Linked DNA regions of Rattus norvegicus: region 2 is linked to region 1. Evidence: chromatin contacts called from public Hi-C data. All regions are on one chromosome and are shown on one strand. The core of a region is the stretch at or near the end of the contact, and the rest is flanking DNA. Distances in the headings are between cores, read along the strand shown.

Region 1 (5,234 bases), core at 2,049-4,548:
ACAAGCCCAGCCGTCACTCACTGCTGCTGTAGGCTACTGGGGCTGTAGTCGAGGCGCTTGTGGAAACCAGTTCCCATATGGCATGGCTTTTAGGAGCATGTAAGGAGAGGTCCTCTCCTGCAGAGCTTGATAAGTCTTGGTAAAGGATTTAGATTGCATTATTCCCTGAGAATGGTGGGAGCCCTGGGGAGGGTGGCATAGATTGATCCCTTACAATCAAGTGAGACTGGTCTGGTGGAGGTAAGCCTGTGCTGTCTTCAGACCTGGGATGAGGAGCAGCAGGCCACTGTGGAAAGGAATGATGTCATAGACCCCAGGGACATCCCAGGGACACCCCAGGGACACAAAGGAAGGCTCAAACTCAGGAGGAGTTGCTAAGAAATGAGGCCACTCCCACAGCTTTGGGATTTTGGATGGGTAAGCATTTCCGATGTGTGCACAGGCGTGATGTATGCTGCTTAGCACCGTCCCACATGGACATGGTGTCACACGCATCCCTGCGCTCCTACACCTTTGCCTTTGTGTTGTTTCAGTTTCTCACGATGCACTTATTACCTCCTAAGGTGTAGTGTAGAGGACAAAGGTGGAAGAGGACACAGGAATGAAGACAGGGGTCAGCTTTCGCTCCTATGCTTGGCAAACAGGGACATTTTGATGGTTTGTTTTGTCCAGCTGACACAATCTAGGATCCTTTGGGAAAGAATGTCTTAATGAAGTATTATCACAAAGAGTAGCATGTGTTTGGGGGAATTACCTTGGTTACATTCACTGATGTCAGCCTGCCAGCATGGGTGGCAACATCCCCTCAACAGGAGACTCTCATCTCTGTGGTGGACAAGCCACAGCAAGCCAAGCACAGGCACGCATGCCTTTTACTCTTGACTGTGGCTGCGACTAGCTAGATGTCTCCGGTTTTTGTACCTTGACTTCCTTGATGCTATGGGTTGTAGCCTGGAATTGTGGGCTGAAATATACCCAGTTCTCCCATAAATTGTTTTCGCATTAAAAAAAAAGTCTATGGCAGCATGCAATGAAACTGAGAAACAATTATGGCTTTTCCATTCAGGGAGCACAGAACTGGTATGTGGCTGAGAGCTGGCTTAGACACATTGGAGGTGAGATTCTCATGGGACACGGAGACAGATGGTGACGTTCAAGTCTGGAAGAAGCATCAGAACACAGGCAGGCAGGGGAGCGGGGCCTCAGACGTGGGGAGCTATAGGGCTCAGGAAAACTGGCGGCAGGCACAGGCGTTCAGTGACCTCAACAGTGAGGTGGATGTTGGTGCTTTCCCAAAAACTGAACCCTGAAATTACTTGGGGGTGTACTTTAGATATCATATATATGATATCTATATCTATATCTATCTATCTATCTATCTATCTATCTATCTATCTATCTATCTATAAATTTTGACTAGGAGACGTGTCTGCTTCTGACAGCACCCCCTCACACTTCAGAGAAGATATTGAGCATCATTACCTCCGATAGGAGTCACTTCAATTGTGGCAAGCAAGCCACTGGGCAAGAAATACCCTCATTCATTCTGCAGACAAATGCTGTCCAGAAAAGGGCAAATCGGATGCCGGGTAGTTTACTGTTAAGCTCTGCCAAGACAGGGTAAGCTGAACTTTCTTAATTCCTGCTTCAGTTAAGGTCTGTCAGATGTTCTGGGCCAGAGGCTGAAGACCAATGCTCCAACATTATAAGGGATACTGGGGACTGTCCAGGCAGCTCTGGAATCTATGCTTTTGTGCTTCCTACATAGTCAGTTAATATTTAATTCCTTCTCAGATCTCTGACGGGATTGAAGACTAGTTATAGTCTCATAATTGAACTTAAGTTATCTAACATTAGAGAAGAGGTTCTAGATTTGAAAGGATAGTTTTCAGATGGTATTACAATTAAACAGATTAAAATTAAACAGAATTCAGGTACAGAATTTTAAACTCTTTAAGTTAGGATAGATGATAGATAGATAGATAGATAGATAGATAGATAGATAGATAGATAGATAGAATACTTTATCTAAATTGCCAAAGATGATGGACTAGATGTTATAAGCGTATACATACTTTATAATGTGCACAATTGTTATAATCGTGTCCAATTTATGTCCGAGAGAAAGGAGTGTTTTTAATTGGAGAGAACGGGAGAAATGTAGTGGGTTTGGCCTATGCTGCTTGCATTCTAATGTTAATTTGGGCCCCCAAATTGTTTGCACGATCGATCGTCTGCATGTCCGCAGTTAAGATGCTGAGGAACCCTGTCCCCAGTTGGTTCTGGTTGGTAAATAAAGATGTCAGCAGCCAATGACTGGGCAGGGCAGACAGAACCGGGACTTTTAGAATTTCCCAGGCTTTGGGCTAAGAGGAAGAAGGAGAGGGAAGATCTGCCATGACAGGAGAGTGTGGAGAGGAGAAATGCCATGTCTGAGAAGAGTGAAGGACAGAGAGGCATGGCCACCATGTGAAGGAGCTGGGAGAGCGCGGCCCAGAGCAAGGCCCAGTTGGGTAGCTCTCTGACTCCAGAGCAGCCAAGACAGAACACAGAATTTAGTTAAGTTGTGACTTGGAATTATCAGTAAGAGGTAGACTCTATCAGTGGAGGTTAAGCAGTAGCCCAGCTATTGTGGTGACTAAGACATGTGTCTTTCCTTTGGGAACACAGACCATTGAAGTGGATAGAGAACCCGTAGCCGGGACTTAATTATTAATTATTTAATTCAGCAATGTTTGTGCATAGGACTCCAGTTCCCAGAGGCCTCATGTGGCTGGGTTACAATTCATGATTTATAGGTACAGATGATGTCTGTGGACCTCCTTGCTTGGTTTTTGAAATAGGGTCACAGTTGTAGCTTCGGCTCACCTTGAATTTGTGGTGATCCTCCTGCCTCAGTCTCCCAAGTGCTGAGATTATAGGTATGTGATGCCTTCCCAAGAGGTGCTTGAAAAGTCTTGAAGTGGGGGCCTTGCCGTCCTTTGTCCTCTCAGATATGGTGTGTGTGCTCAGATGTTGGTCTGGGAGGCTGTGAGGGAAACCTATACCAGCCAGATCTGAGTTTTACATAGAAGTAAAACTCCCCCGTGGAATTCGTTGTTAATTTAGTTTCTCGTGACATTCACATGAACTTGGTCTAAATGAATGCAGGATAATTCTGCGACATTTGGTCATGCTTCTGCCTCCCACCTGGGGGCATAACATCTCGGCACTAATCTGTGAGAGATTAACAGGGCTCCAGCCTGGCCCCTTGATGTTAGCAGTTTGAAGCGCTGGGCGCCACCTGGTGGCCACATGGCACAAAGCCCTACCCTCTGGAAGTCTGTTTCCTGTCGTTTGCGTCTCTGCCCCAGCCCATCCTTTAGTCAGCACCCCAAGTCTTGAACGTCAGCGGCCCGACATGGAGTCCAGGAATTTAAGACACCATCGAGCTTCCTAGCTGCTGTGGGCTCCGGAAATTGAAAGGGAGCTGTTTCTAGGAAGTGTCTGGCTGTCCTTCCCCTCCTGCCAGTTGGGAACCGGCTACTAAATAAAGACGCCATGTGACCTCGCTTCTGCAGACTCTCGGGTCTCAGAGCCACAGTTAAAGTGGAGAGGAGGAGGCAGATGACTCACTGATACTCCGGAGCAGGAAATCAACACCCAGGGAGCCTGACCTGGCAGCGGCTCGTACAGAATTGATTGGCGGTGGTTTGAGCCGTGGGTGGAGTGGCTTTAATGTAGCTTATTAATACTTCCTTCTGCCGACCTTGGGTACAACCCTGAAACCGGACTGGGTATGGTGGCTCAGGCCTGTAATCCCAGCTCTCAGGAAATTGAGGCAAGAAGCGCTGCCATGAGGTCCAGTGAAGCTTGAGTTCTAGAACAAAACAAATGTCCCAAAGAAACTCTGAAATGGCCGATAACGGCTCCCACCGGCATTCTTCAAGGTTTAGAGGATGGCAGAGAGTCTCACCACACTGGGCACACACGCTGCCACCCACACTGGCCACTGCAAGTGATGGGCTGTTTTCTCTCTAGGGGACCCTTTGCTAATGGCTCCCTGGGTTCTGGGACCCCTCGGCCCTCAGTGTAACCACCCTTCGGACTAAGTGCGGCTCCAAGCCTCAGAGACAAGATGGCAGAGACCCTCAGAGAAGCTGCAGCTGAAAGTAACAAGGAGACAACTTCTTATCTTCCAGTCAGGAGCAAAAGCTGAAATCCGAGATGCCAGTGGTCTGCAGGCCTCTTCATGAGTGTGTGGGAGGAAGGCAAGGGTTTGCAGGAAGGGCTGGTCTGAGAACTGCCATGCTAGGCTTTGCCTTGCTAGGGGGTCAAGGAAGTAGGTGAGGTGGGGAGGCGGTGGCCATGCGGACGAACACCTGAGGACAGACAGGGTGGCCATGGGATCATGGTCTGAGCTGACACCGAGAAGCCAGGCCAGGGACACGATGAACTACTTGCTGGCAAACCTGGAAAGAGCAGGCTTGAAAGTCAGCTAGACGTCTTCCTGCTATAGAGAGTGGGGCCTCAGAGGTCATGTGGCTCCTACGTGACTATGCAGAGCTAGGTGGCGCCAGACTCCTACCCTAGCAGGGACTCCTTCCACAAGGCTCGGGGTCCAGGTCCTCCTTCATGGAGTTAGGTCCCAGACAATCCCCAGCCTCTGCTCCAGAATGCTCCATCTTGTTCTGTCCTTCAGACAACCAAGTTTGTGTTTGTCTGTCTCATGTCTTGGGATAGATCTCCATGTTCCTCCCTCTGGGAAAGGTCCGTAGAGAGCCCCTCTGACCCTGGGCCAGGGCTTTTGTCTGGGAGAACAGAGGACAGGTGGTCACAACCTCCTTCCCTTCCCTCTCCCAGAGGCCTCTAAAGCAACAGGCTCTCATGCCCACATGGCTTCCTCTTCCTTATGTAAAGCAGCTTTCGTATTTGCATCCCCACCTGGCATCGGAGGAGCCACAAACAAAATCACACTCTGCTTTACATGGGGCTGGGATGGATCAGGGCGGCAGAGAGGCAGGTGGGCGGGACACACCCTTGCTCATGTCCTCTGCTCTGTCTTCTGGCTGGGACGTCTGTGGATCTTTGCAAACATGGCTCAGGGCAGGCAGGGGGAGCTCTCCTCAGACCCCACGTTCCCTTCAGTTTGTATTCCCACGCTTTTGGGGCTCATGCCGGAGTGTCTGTGCAGGGGGAGAGCGTCTCTGTTCCTGGTGAGGCACAGGTGGGTGGTTGGTTGAGCAAGGCTCTTC
Region 2 (5,953 bases), core at 2,715-5,214, 160 kb after region 1:
ACTTCCTTTAATAACCAATTTAGTGTGGCATACAAGTCTGCAAGAAGTCCCCAGGCTGCTGATGCTTATCAAAGTGTCTGCCTACTCTGTTGGGGTTTTTTCTTTGTTTTGTTTTGTTTTGAAGTTTTTTCTTTGCTCTTGGCGAACTCCAGTTCGGTGTGCCCTCTTAAGACTACAGGATTTCTCGGTCCCCAGCTCCGGAAAAAAAGAACCAAAAAAAAAAAAAAAAAAAAAGACTACAGGATTCCGCCGTTGCCTCTGCACTGGGAATTTGGAGGTGCTGCTTCTGCAGCTGGCCTAGATGTCTGGCTTGGTGCCTCTGAAACCCCAGCTAGCTGAAGACGTCAGTCTTGTCTAATGCCACTGCTGTTGAAGCTGAGCCTCAGGGCTGCTGTCACAAGAGACAAGACAAACAGCTGTGGCTTGTGTATGCAGGGTCACTTGCCCTAGTTACGGCAGCCAGAGATATCGAGGCCAGGCTCTAGCTGCTCTTGATTGTCCTCAAGCCGTGTTCACACATTCTCAGACTTTTTAGGTTGATCTGCAAAATAGGATATTTTAATATTTTCCTCTTAAACAAATTTCCTTCCCTTCTCCCAATTCTGGTAACTTAGACTTCACAAAACCTGAAGCCACCCCTGATTCCAGGCAAAACTCCATGAGAAGTGTTTCTGTTGGGGCTGCTGGTTTTCATCATCTTTTTTTTTTTTTGGTTCTTTTTTTCGGAGCTGGGGACCGAACCCAGGCCCTTGCGCTTCCTAGGTAAGCACTCTACCACTGAGCTAAATCCCCAGCCCCTTCATCATCTTTTTAACTGTTAAGTGGCAGGGTGAAGGAACAGAATCGGTCTGATTTCATTTTTCTATTTCCTAGTGATGTGTTTATAAAAAGATAAAGAGCGTGAAGATATGTTCTGTGGAGGTGTAGTAAGTTGTGGGGGGGAAGGGGTGCCTATGCTGAGACATCCTTTCCCCTGAGGCACCAGCTACAGGACTATTCAGGGCATGGGGAGGGGAGTTAAGAGAGTAGAAGAGGCAGAGAAAGGCAGAGAGAGTGGGGGAGGGGAAGAGAGAGAGAAGGGGAGAGAGGAGAGGAGAGGAGAGGAGAGGAGAGGAGAGGAGAGGAGAGGAGAGGAGAGGAGAGGAGAGGAGAGGAGAGGAGAGGAGAGGAGAGGAGAGAAGAAGTACAGGCCGGCCATGAGCATGTGGAGGGGTGGGGGAGGGAATGGGAGGACAAGGCAGGAAGGCAGGAGCAAGAGAGGAAGCAAGCAGCCCCTTTTATAAAGCCAGACATACCTAGCTGTTGCCAGGTAACTGTGGGGTGCAGCCTAGACAGAATGCTAACACCTATTATCTGCAATGTAAGGCTTGTATGCTGGCTAGTTTTATGTCAACTTGACACAAGCTGGAGTCATTGGAAAGAGGGTCTCTCAACTGAGAAAATGCATCCAAACGATTGGCCTGGAGTGTATTTTCTCTTTTCTTCCTTTTCTTTCTTCTGTCCGTTCTTCTTTTACTTCCTTCCTTCCTTCCTTCCTTCCTTCCTTCCTTCCTTCCTTCCTTCCTTCTCTCTTTAAAGTTTATTTAACACAACATAATCACTACTTCACTGAGGTGGCTGACCACATCCACTACCAAAGCTGCCTCTAAACTGGAATTCATTGTCTTAGCTTTCTTGTCAGCTCCAGGGGCACAGCGCTCCTTCTGAAGGCTGCTCTGTCTGCCTCCCCTCTTGTGAATCTCACAAGCCACTCACCTTCTGGATCTTAGGGCCGAGGCCTGCCAGCTGGACAGCTGCTGCGCAGGGTGGCAGGCATGATCTTGGAGATACTGGATACTCCCATGCATAAGGTACCAACAGAAATACCTCCAGGCAAACTGCTCCTTCACATGGCCTTGAGAGACTTGAGAGACTACATGTCCTGCATTGCATGAAGGTTGGGCAGACTCTTGTCCTCCAGCGGGAAGTGTAAACTTCTTTCTTGGCAACTATCGCCACCTTAAAAAGAAGCTTACAGGTGTCAGTCAGATTCTTAGGCATCAGCTTCACGGCAGCTGCAGGATCCAAGGTGGAGGCTAGAAAGGAAGGGGCGTGTGTGCCTCAGCGTCTCTTCCTGGAGTGTCTTTTCTTAATTAGTGATTGATTGAACGGTCACGATTCCCTCAGGGTCTTAGTGTCTTGTTAATTGTGGAGATAGTCCCTCATCTCCCTCGTTTCCTACACATCTACTGATTATCCCCTCTGAACCAAGCTTAGCCAAACACAACATTGAATTTGAAAGAAGAGGAAAGCAGAAGTGGGCTTGGCTCTTCACTTAACTGATTCAGTCAGTCAATCACTAACTATGGTTTTTTCTTACATATCTTAAATTTAAGGTTTTTCCAAGGGAGAGGATTGCTTTGCTTTTCCTATTTCTAAGGCTTCAGTGTAGGTAAAAAGGCTATACCAGGAGCCTTCACCACCATATGTTTCCCCATGACATTGAAAGGGTAATGTAAGAAGAGAGAATTCTTTCAACAAGACAGTAAGCCATTCTATTGACACGTCCTATAATCCCAGCAAGCACGCAGAAGGTGCAGGCAGGAGGATCAGGTCAACCTGATTCAAGGTCATCCTTGGCTACATAGTGAATTTGAGGTCAATCTAGGCTAGCGACATGAGACCTTGTCGAAAAACTAAACTCAAAAGTCAAAGTAGCAGTGTGTAGGCTGTTCAGATACATGTTTTCATGCTTGCATCCAGGAGCATGATGGTTCTTTCCCCGCCCCCTAGCTAACATACAAACAAATATATTCACTGTTCCACTTTCAGCTGATTTTTTAAAAAAGTGTAATTTAGTTATAACCTCATCCTCATCCAAAAAGGGGCGTGTGTGTGTGTGTGTGAGTGTGTGAGTGTGTGTGTGTGTGTGTGTGTGTGTGTGTGTTTATAAATTCTAAAGAGAAAGAGTCAGGAGTGAAAAGCAGTCTCTCAAATATCCTCAAAAAAATTGAAATCTAATGGGGTTGATGTATTTCTTAAAATTCCATAATTGGCTGATCGCCTGTGGGTCATACACCAATTCACTTCAACCATAACTTGTGAAATTGCAATGCCATTTTTAGTTTTAAAAGACACCATGACAATAAATCATGCTACGAATGGATTTCAGTCCAAGCATTTAGCTGTGCCTCACATTTGCTAAATGAGAGTCAAAGTTGGCTCTGATAGAGTATCTGTCGCACAGCCACCTTGATTCAGCGGTATAAATATTTATGTGAAGCCTAGTTGGGGCGGTGTGAAAGACTGCAAACACATCTCTTCTCGTTATATAAACTATCAAACTCTTCTGATTATTTTGTTTCCTTCAAAGCCATTTACTAACAACACACACAAGGATGAGAGCGAGCGTCCACATTTCCTAGCCCAGGCGTCCTCGGAAGTGGATTACAGAGAGTAGCCCAGTACCTGAGGGAATTCTGGATGTATAAGACCTACTTCTTGCTCCTGGGTACTTTCCAGTGTTGTCGTCAGAAGCCCAGCAGGAGAGTGCTCTGAGATACTCAATTGAAGGACATAGATTACTTCCTGAGGAAGACTGAAACTTGTGAACAGAGTAAAAAGCCATTGCAGCAGCTGAATACTCACTGTGTACCAGGCACTGTGAATAGCATCACTGTCTCATTCAAAGAGAACAGCACTCAGCATAGGGAATGCTACCGGCTTCATTTTGCAGGTAAAGAGACAGCTTTTGAGAGATGAAGCAATTTGCCTAAGAGTGGCAGGCAAGGCTGGAGTTCTCCCTCTTGACATGTTGTTTACCTATCATTCACAAAGCTCTGGCTTGGATCCCAGCACCTCGCAGATTGGGTGTAGCGGGCGTGCCTGCAATTCCAGCATTTGGGAGGTGGTTAGCTAGCCTGGTCAGGGACTGTGCCGGATGCCGGAGAGGCGGCAGGCGTGGTGGGGCACATTCTTGTGCCCTGACATAGCCTCTCCTGATATAGCCAAGCACAGAAGCTTTGGATAGGCCTTGCCCGCATCGCCTACAAACACACAGCCTGAATGTACTCATCTGTATATTCATATATGTATAAATATATACTGATGTGTCTGTAAAAAGATAAAGAGAAGGGAGATATGTTTTGGTGGATGTGTTAGTGAGGTATGGGGAAGTGGGTGCCTCAGTAGGCCCATGCTGAGACATCCCTTCCCCCTGAGGGACCAGCCTCACAGCGGTATAGTATAGCATTTATTCAGGGCATGGAGAGGGGAGTTGAGAGGGTAATAGAGGCAGAGAAAGAAAGGCAGGGAGAGAGAGAGAGAGAGAGAGAGAGAGAGAGAGAGAGAGAGGAAGAAGGAGGAGGAGGAGGAGGAGGAGGAGGACGAAGCCAGCCATGAACATGTGGGGAGAGAGGGAGGAAGGGAATGGAGAGGGGAGGGGAAGAGGTGAGGGGACAGAGCAGGAGCAGAAAGACAAGAGCAAGAGAGCGAGGAGGAAGCAAGCAGCCCCTTTTATAGTGAGTCAGGCATACCTGGCTGTTGCTAGGTAACTGTGGAGTGGAGCTTAGACAAAATGCTAACATGTGAATGTGTGAAATTGTCAAAGTTAATTAGAAATATTTTCTTTTTCAAAAAGGACTTGCTGTGGAAGCTAGGTGTGAGGGGGGCATGCTTCTAATATGAGTCTTGTGGGACTCAGGAAGCTGACAGTAGGATGGTGAACTCAAGGCTGGCCTGGGACGCACAATGAGCTCGTAACTCAGAGAGAGGGTGTGGGGATGCTAGCTTAATGTTTTACAGTCACAGGAGGAAAATGGACAGCATGCAGTGTTTTAATGGGGATGAGGGTGGGGAGTGGACAGCACTGAAGCCCAGAAGCCCACGTTCCTACTTTATTATACTAACCCCGAATGCAGAAGTAGGTTTTCCCCAGTGGGATCAAACACTCATCTACTGAGTGAACTTGAGCAGGGCAGATCGGAGCCTGACAGTTCATGGTTTACATTCTTAAAGAACCCCAAGTCGTGCTACCGCCCGGGCACTTCTCAGCTGCTGCCATGATGACCTCCCCCACCAATCCCTCTCACAGACTGTGGAGACCACGGACTGCCAGAAAACCTGGACTTCCTTGAGTTCCCTTCTCCAGCCATGTGTATATCTACATGTTCCTGCCTTCCTATCCTGAGCTTGGATGTCCGTCTTTGAAGAACTTCACCAAATGCTTCATTCACCAGGTTCATGCTAGGAGCTGATAAAGATACGGACCACACGAAGAGCTTTCCTTCAGGGAAGCAAGCTTCTGAGACCTCACTGAACCAGAGACGATTGGAACTACACCTAAGTGACTTCACGTAGCCATATTGCCGAAAGAGCATGTGAAATCTATCAAGAATTGGGGACCGTGGAGAGAACATCAGTCATGGAAAAGAAAGAAAGAAAGAAAGAAAGAAAGAAAGAAAGGAAGGAAGGAAGGAAGGAAGGAAGGAAGGAAGAAAGAAAGAAAGAAAGAAAGAAAGAAAGAAAGAAAGAAAGAAAGAAAGAAAGATTGGACACAACACTGGGAGACGACAACAAGGAGAAGCTCAGCAAACCTGTGGGACTGAGAGCTCCCGCCCACAGGAGCCATCTGTGAGAGTGCTAAAGCAAGGGGGCTGCAGGGGCTGGCGGTTCCCAGGGCACCCCTCTAAGATGCTGCATTATCTTCTCATTGCAGAACACTTGACAAAAGCATCCTAAAGAAGGTTTTATTTTGGTTCTCAGCTTGAGTGTGGACAGAAAGGCGTGGAGGCAGGAGCATGCCCAGCTAGTGACAACTTAGTCGCTGACAAGAAGCAGAGGGTAATGAACATTGGTCCTCAGCATGCTTTCTTGTTTGTTTTCAGTTGAGAACCCAAACCAAGGGAATAGTGTCACCCATATTCAAAACCTCTCTAGAACACTTTCACAGTCCCACCTGGAGCTCTGTTTCTAT

What was found. Hi-C and Micro-C count contacts between places; a contact is called where the count stands out from the background.
Region 2: a contact with region 1 is called in a Hi-C map of the Rat2 cell line, with 4 times the contacts expected there. The contact joins two enhancer-like sites. A contact is called at or near these places in 3 of 12 Hi-C or Micro-C datasets (the A7r5 cell line, the Rat2 cell line and Schwann cells).

The regions. Positions count from the first base shown.
Region 1 is chr4:11,806,018-11,811,251 of GRCr8, forward strand. The region is part of intron 1 of LOC108350647 (a long non-coding RNA gene); the gene reads left to right. Among named protein-coding and RNA genes, the nearest start is that of Nup42, 86 kb to the right of the region's middle. Within about 2 kb of position 3,299, at least 33 of the 93 cell types and tissues checked have an H3K27ac peak or open chromatin away from gene starts, as enhancers often do. A contact at or near this core is called in the A7r5 cell line, where this site is marked.
Region 2 is chr4:11,966,342-11,972,294 of GRCr8, forward strand. No RefSeq gene overlaps it. Among named protein-coding and RNA genes, the nearest start is that of Klhl7, 22 kb to the left of the region's middle. Within about 2 kb of position 3,965, at least 27 of the 93 cell types and tissues checked have an H3K27ac peak or open chromatin away from gene starts, as enhancers often do. A contact at or near this core is called in the A7r5 cell line, where this site is marked.